Linked DNA regions of Mus musculus: region 2 is linked to region 1. The links are chromatin contacts, called in public HiChIP or PLAC-seq maps. All regions are on one chromosome and are shown on one strand. The core of a region is the stretch at or near the end of the contact, and the rest is flanking DNA. Distances in the headings are between cores, read along the strand shown.

Region 1 (3,824 bases), core at 736-3,235:
TTTCTAGTAACTCTAGCTTGTGTCAAATTAATATAAAACCAGCCAGCACATGTGTCCTTTGTAGTTTGAGGGTTTTGTTCTTACAGCTGGATAGATAGTATAAGGACTTGAATTTGATCTCCAGAATACCTTATTAAAATTTTTTTGAAAGGGGCTGGAGAGATGGCTCAGTTTTTAAGATCACTAACTTCTCTTCCAGAGGTCGTGAATTAAATTCCCAGCAACCAAATGGTGGCTCACAACCATCTGTAATGGGATCTGATGCCCTCTTCTGGTGTCTGTGAAGACAAATCACTCATATCCATTAAAATAAATAAATAAATCTTAAAAAAAATGATAATAAGTTTTAAAAAGCTGGGTGTGGTGGTTATGCCCATTTAAGCCTAGCATTAGGGAAACAGAGACAGGGACATCCCCGAGGCTCACTGTTCATCCAGCCTGGCCTACTTGGATAGTTCCAGGACAACGAGAGACCCTGTTTCAAAAGTAAAACTGGGGAAGCGCCTGAGGGATGACACCTGAGGTGGTCATCTGTCACCCACGAGAACACCAATTTATTTTAGAGGAATAAAATAAATCAGAACCCTTGTACACATGTCTACTTCTTTAATCATTCCTTCTGCTGAAGCAAAGATCTATTTTCTGCTGAAAGTTTTCAAGTTTTGCTTGATTTTGTTGTTCCTGTTCTGTGGTGGCCACAGTAGTGTCTTTATGCTGTTGATTGCGTAGTCTTTGCCTCCACCCTTAGGGTCCCCAGGTGCTCCAGAACCAAGAGCACCTTTGGTTCTCCTTTGCATGCTCATAAGCTGTGAGGACCTCTCTAGGCCACCAGACCATTTCCCACAGCTCTGTGGAGGCCTGGGGCCCAGCTCTGCCCTGGCCACCTGGGTGTGGTAAAAGCTAGACACTTCTGGCCAGGCCCTTTCTCTCTGGCAGCCTCTCCTCTCCTGAGTCCTAGTCCCTGAGTTCCCTGCCAGGAAGGGCCTCCTCGGGGCCATGATCACTGCTGCACCTCCAGGGTTTCTGCTGGGATTGTGGCTCTGCTTCTTTCTCTTCTGCCCAGCCCGAGAGGCTACTGTAGCTGACACGTAAGCTCTGCATGGGGAAAGCTGCCTCTGGTGGCCTCTGCCATACCAAACACCAATCTTGCCATTGTCCATGTTCCAGTTTTAAAATTCTGCCATTTGGCAAATGTCTGAGTGCGTATTATTACTAAGTCTTTGGGCTAGATGCTTGGGAAAGCATCCACTGGATAAAATAGAACCCTTGAATTGAGGGCCAGAGGTGATGAGTGTGTGCCCTGTGCCAGGTCTCCTGCTAAGTGCTTTATTGACAGTTCATATTCTATGGTTTATTACTGTTCAGTCCATTTTAGAATATACACAGAGCTGCCCAACAATTACCAATATTTAATCATAGATCTTTGTTCCTGGCTCCCCTCCCTCTGACAGCGACCACTTCCTTCCTTTGTATCTCTAAGGATTGTCTCTTCTGGGACATTGTAGGAGAGCAAACCACAGTGTGTGGTTTGTGACTGTCTTGTTTTTCCTAGCATAGTGCTTCTATGGCGTGTTATATTGGGGCTTCATTGCCTTCTCGTGGTCCAGTGATACTCCACTGTAACTCCGCGATGTCCGTTTGACAGTGGACATTTGTGTTGTTTCCACTGTTCAGCGACTTACCTCATGAGCATGTTGTGTGTGCATGTGTTCAGTTCTCTTGAGAATATACTCAGAGGAGGAACTGCTGAGTCCTGTGGTGATACCATGAGGAACTACCCTGCCATTTCCAGTGATCATACCAGGTTTCAGGGCCAGCAGGGCCCATGCCCTTGCAATGTTGCCTATCTGTCTGTTTCAGTATTGTAACAGGTCTGACAGGGAATCTCGTAGTAGATAAGTGATCTTCTGTGTTTTATTTGGTCCTAACCAATAATCCCATGGGGCCTACTCATTCATATTTCCGCGTTTTGATGGGGTGGAATGAGTCAGTATGACTCTGGGAAATGTCTGTGAGCAGCAGAGTCAGGACCTGAGCTCAGCTACAACTCACTCCAGAAATCCTGGTTCTGCCTGCTGAGTTCACAGGGTCTGTGTGATGGGGGTCCTTCCGCCGCAGCCCAGACAACAAGATCATTCTGTCATGGAGCTGTTAGGGGCTGGCAGGAGCCAGGGTAGAGAAGACATGTCTGAGGAGAGAACAAGGGGAGCAGGCAGCCAGGGCACAAAGGATGGGAGGGCTGAGGGTCCTGGGCCTTGTGGGAGAGAAACCCACCCTGAGGCTGGCAGAAACTCCAGTCTTCAGGACAGAGCCAGGCATTCATTTCTGAGAGATGTTAGACATTTCAGCAGAAGGCCTGTGGCTGACCTAAGTTCTCCATGCAGAAATCAAAGTTATGAATGGACACAAAAGCAGCCGGGAGTCCATGATGCAAGCCAGGGGCACAGCCTGCCCTTGATCTCACCTGGGCCTCGCCTCAGCTCCCAGCCTTCAGGCCGGCTCAGCCTTGTCTGACAGAGGATGTGAGGCTTCTGCAGGCCTGCCTGAGCCAAGCTGCCATTGTGCAGCCTTTGAACTTCAGAGCATCAGCCAGAAGTTGCCCCTGGAATGTCTGCAGAATTTCCTGCCCCCCTCCACCTCCAACTGCCCTGTCTGCCAAACTCACCTTTGAGTTGTGGGTGGGCCTTCCTGAAACCGCAGGTGTGAGCAGGTCCCCTGGAGACTGCTCTTCCTCCTCAGCTGGCCCTCTGCATCCTACATGTTTAGCTGGGCCCCAGTTCATTCACAGGATTTTCTCAAGTTGCAGTCTAGCAGATTTTCAATTTCTCACCTCATCAAGTAAAGCTTACAATTGTTGTTTTTCCATAAAAGCTGTAAGTGTTCATTGACCAAAAAAAAAAAAAAGTGACATACACTAGCAAAGCAAAGGAACGGTTTAAAATGCTCTGTCGTTATATATTTATTTGCATGAATTTGTGTGTGTGTGTGTTTGCATGTTTCTGTGTGTGAGTGCTGTGTGGATGAGTGTGTATACATATGTGCTCTGCTGCCCTCTTTGATCGCTCTCCCCCTTATGTATTGAAGCAGGGTTTCTCACAGAATCTGGGGCTCACAATTTTGGCCTGTGCCTAGTCAGCTTGCTGTGGGATTCCCCCAGCTCACCTCCCATGCACTGAGCTGGAGCAACAGGCTGGGTTCCACATCTCTGTGGCTTTTACCTGGCTTCTGATGATCCAGACTCCTGTTCTCACGCTTGCCCTGCTGAGTGAGCCACTGCAGGTGGCCACCAGCCAGCCTTGTGTATCTCTGTATATCCTCAGCCTCCACTGTTAAAGCCAAACAGTGCTTTGCATTTTAGTTTCTAGCTCCTCTTCTGTCCACAGCTGTTAAAACACAAAACTGGACCCCGTGAGCAGTCTCTGTCCTGTAAGAAATTTCTTCCTCTTGTTTGTCTTTATGAACAGAGAGCCCTAGTGAAAACACAGACTGGTCCCCACACCTGGCTCCTCCATCTTCTCCAGGAGGGACTCCCTTCCTCCATTCTTCCCTGCCTGCCTGCCTGCCTGCTGCTGCCTGCCTGCCTGCCTGCCTGCCTGCTGCTGCCTGCCTGCTGCCTGCCTGCCTGCCTGCCTCCCTCCCTCCCTCCCTGCCTGCCTGCCTGCCTGCCTGCCTGCCTGCCTGCCTGCCTGCTGCCTGCCTGCCTGCCTGCCTGCAGGTCTCCAGGTCACTTTCTTCCCATCCAGAAGCCAGGCTGAGCTGCTGCAGAGCACACCTCCCCGTTCTCTCCAAGTTGCTGTCAGTTATCCTTCTAAAAACGTACTGTC
Region 2 (3,824 bases), core at 339-2,838, 780 kb before region 1:
TGGCAGCCAATATTCTGTGGCCTGCCTGTGCACCATATCCTGACCTCCACCACAGGAGAAAGGGCCGATGACTTCTGGCCTGTTCTAAACTCCTCAGGGCAGGTTCAGCCAGGGACCCTGGCATGGTGACCTAGGGCTGGCCCAGCCATAGTGCCCCTCAGCAAGGCTCCATACCTGGGTCTTCTGAGTCCAGGGGTCAAGAGGCCCACCTCACCTTCTCCTTGCTATGTTAGGGTTTTTCCTGGAGGCTGCTGACCAAGAGTCAGAACTCATGGGCCAATCCTCTGGGTCCCTGTTGGCTGACAGTCAAGGTCTGTTAGGATCTGGGCTCCTGGGAACTGGGGAAGTCATAACAAAGATACTGGTTGGGGCTGGCTGAGGCTTCTGCAGCTCTGCCCTGTAGAAGATCTGGCATATATGGCCCTTAGGCCTGGCCGTGCTGCCTGTTCAGACGCTGGGACTCCCAGGAATCTGGCTGGGCACTTAGCAGCTTCCTGTCCTCAGGAGATGTGCCCTGCTAGGCTGGTGCCAAGGCTTTCAGGAGCTACGCTGCACAGGCCATGGAATCTGGACCCGTTTATGGCTCCTGTGGCCCAAGGCCTCCTCTGCTCTTTAAATGCAAGTGGGTGACACTGTTGTCCTGAACCCTATGCTGTCTCCTGGGCCCTGAACAAGGCAACCACCCAATTCTATGCAGCACCCCCAAATTTCTCTTTTCCTTTCTACTCAGTCCTGTGCCTGAACCTTAGGTAAGGTGACAGCCAAGCAAGCAAGAGCCTCGTGCAGCAAATGGCACAGCAACGCTGAGACCTGCTGTGTAGCTGCAAAGCCATGTTGTTAGCCTCCTGTGGGGACCCTCCACTCCCAGGGAAGCTACCAGTCACAGTCGATGTCCCCACGAGGACTGCAGTCTTCCAACTCTTCCCCAGCATGCTAGGGTTCATGCAGAAAAATATCACCCCAAAGGAGGTGGCCATAAAGATTTGTGGTAACCTTGCTTCTAGAACTTTCTTAATTTACAGCTTCCTCCAGCTGTTTTTTTTTTTTTTCTCCCTCTTCCCCAACACACATCAGTTAAGTTCTTAACACAGTCAAGGGCTTGAAGAATGCTAAAAATTTAATGTATGTTAAAAAGGGTATTAAATTCTAAACTAAAATTTGCATGGAAATATGACATTAAAATACTTTTAGCTTTCAGGAAGCTGGGGGCTGTACCACAGACGGATTTTATCTGTTTAAAAAGAATTAGCTTTCCAGTATTTCCCACGGATCCCAGCAGTTGTGTGTAGATGCAAGGCCTGCCTGGGGCTGCTCAGCTGATGTGGTGGAAGAGAGCAGGGCCAGCTGCTGGCTGGGGCTCTTGGAGGCAAAGCTCAGACAGGGTCTGCCCTGCACTGAGGAGGCCCTGCTGGTGGGACGGGGTGGCCAGTGTGTTCTGTGCGTGGTTGGGCTGCACAGTTACCTCTTACCTGTGCCCCAATGCACACGCCAGGCCCGTGCACATCACTGTGTTCATTTCACAGACGGTGGGACGTGGCTATGCTTGTGCAGACAAGGGGTTCAGAGAGCTGAGTCATGGGTGTGGGCTCAGCACAGCACAGGGAGGTAGATGTTAATTTCCTCTGTGGGTTCCTCAGTTGGCTCCCTGGGCTACAGCGGGGGTGGGGGTGGGGAAGGGGGCAAGCTTAGCCTTTTCTTTTCCTCCTTTGCCTGAACTCCACTACAAGTTAGCCTCTCGCATCCTCCACCTTACAGGCAACTGGATCCCTGGCTGTAGGGTCCTGTGTGCTGCGTTGCAGGAGCCATCTCCTGGTAACCTTGAGGAGGCTGGGTGGGGTGCACAAGAGAGCAGAACTGGCCTGGATCCAGGAGAGGCGGCCAGCAGGGGATGTTGGGCGGAAATGACCACTCACGGCCACCGCACCTTAGGGAGGTTACTCATTGGCAGTTAAAAATCTATTGTGACTTGTCAGAAAAATGAATAAATGGGCACATTAACTTCTGATTCCAGACCTCAGCATGTGTTTGTCTCATCAGGAGGTGAGTGAGCGGCAGCCACTGCGATGGGAGCCCTCCTGCCCGTCACACTGAGAGCACTGTTGGCATGGGGGGGGGGTCCACAAGAAACAGCGCTCCCCAGAGGGGCTCTGCAGCTCTCCGAGGAGTGTGGTGGAGACAGATATTCGTGCTTTGGGCCTCCCAGCTGCCCACTCCCTGCCTGCCAGTGGGCTGGGGGCAGATGGGTGGATAGACAGGACGTGTGTTTGGTCACTTGGGAAGAGGGATTCTCTACTGAGGAATTGCTCTCCTCAGTCCAGATTACAGGCAAGCTTGGGGACATCACTGATTGATAATTGTGAAAGGCACCAGGCCACTGAGGGTGGTGCCATTCCTGGGTAGGTGGTCCTGGGTGCCAGTCTGGCCTCTGCATCAGCTCCTGCCTCCAGGTTATCTCACAACGCACTGTGGCCTAGAACTCACAGATGAACATACCCTTTCTTTCCTCAAGCTGCTTTTGGTCAGTGTTTATCACACCAACAGAAGGAAAGCAGGCCAGGACCACGAGTGGCTTTCCTTTCCTCATCTGTAAAGTGTGGGAGGGCTTGGCTTGGGGTGGCCAAGATTTGTGAAATAGAAATGTGAGCCTACAGCCTGTGAAATTCAGACCAGGGTGGGCACTGGTAGACATCACCAAGGCAGGGTGATGAGATGGCTCCCAGGGTAAAGGCACTTTCTGCCAAGCCTCATGACCTGAGTTTGAGCATAGGACTCATGGCTGAAGGAGAACAAACTCCAAATTGTTCTCTGACCTCCACATGTGTGTACCTGCCACCCATAGAACAAAATGTGATAAAAATAGTCTCAAAAATTCCAAAGGTGGTTAATGCCCACCCTGTGGTGTGACTCTTGTGCATGCCATGATTTGTGCGGTACTTGGATGGGTGGTTTAAAAATGTTTTTCCTTGGGACTGGAGAGGTGGCTCAATGGTTAAGAGCACTGACTGCTCTTCTAGAAGTCCTGAGTTCAATTCCCAGCAACCACATGGTGGCTCACAACCATCTGTAGTGGGATCTGATGCCCTCTTCAGAGGGTGTGTCTGAAGACTGCATCACAATGTACTCACATATATAAAATAAATACATCTTAAAAAAATGTTTTCCCTTGATGTGTATGGTGTTGCGTCTACATGGATGTCTGAGCATCACAGGTGTGCCTGATATCCAAAGAGATCAGAAGGGGGCACAAGATCCCCTGAAACTGGAGTCATCGACAATTGTGAGCTACCATATGAGTGCTGAGAACAGAACCTTGGGTCCTCTGGAAGAGTGATCAATCCTCTTAACTATTGAACCATCTCTCCATCTCCCTTTCTGTTTTGAGACAGGGTCTCAATACGTAGCCTTGGCTGGCCTGGAATTCTCTCTGTAGACCAGGCTAACCTTGAACTCCCCAGGGATCCACCCGCTCCTGCCTCCTAAGTGATGGAATTAAAGGTGACTTGGTCCACTCTTAATAGCGAACATATTGAACCCTCACAAGCACCCTAGAAAGGAACCAGTTTCACCTTCATTTTACAAAAGGGGAAACTGAGGGTCAATGGAGTCAAGTAATTCACATAAAGGCCCAGCAACCAGGAACAGCTGGGATTGTAGTGCACTCTGGTGAGGGACTGCATAACTTTATTGGTCCTTACTCCCATGTGTTACAGCCCTGGATCTAAGGAGATGGGGAGCCCCTGAAGGCAGCTAGAAGGGATATGAGCGGTGGGGCTGCCTACCTACCAGCCTTTGACTCCATGAGGATAATAATAAGCTGGGAAGGA

The links. HiChIP or PLAC-seq counts read pairs in DNA pulled down with a chosen protein or histone mark.
Region 2: a contact with region 1 is called in an H3K27ac HiChIP or PLAC-seq map of acute myeloid leukemia, with 6 times the contacts expected there. The contact joins two enhancer-like sites. A contact is called at or near these places in 1 of 484 Hi-C or Micro-C datasets (cranial neural crest), 7 of 115 datasets of contacts at active chromatin or transcription factors (acute myeloid leukemia, craniofacial prominence, differentiating embryonic stem cells and 4 more) and 1 of 9 other capture datasets (liver).

The regions. Positions count from the first base shown.
Region 1 is chr2:33,845,547-33,849,370 of GRCm38.p6, reverse strand. All of the region lies in intron 2 of Mvb12b (multivesicular body subunit 12B), which reads left to right. Among named protein-coding and RNA genes, the nearest start is that of Mvb12b, 40 kb to the left of the region's middle. Within about 2 kb of position 1,985, at least 76 of the 459 cell types and tissues checked have an H3K27ac peak or open chromatin away from gene starts, as enhancers often do. A contact at or near this core is called in acute myeloid leukemia, where this site is marked.
Region 2 is chr2:34,625,570-34,629,393 of GRCm38.p6, reverse strand. No RefSeq gene overlaps it. Among named protein-coding and RNA genes, the nearest start is that of Gm34372, 12 kb to the left of the region's middle. Within about 2 kb of position 1,588, at least 54 of the 459 cell types and tissues checked have an H3K27ac peak or open chromatin away from gene starts, as enhancers often do. A contact at or near this core is called in acute myeloid leukemia, where this site is marked.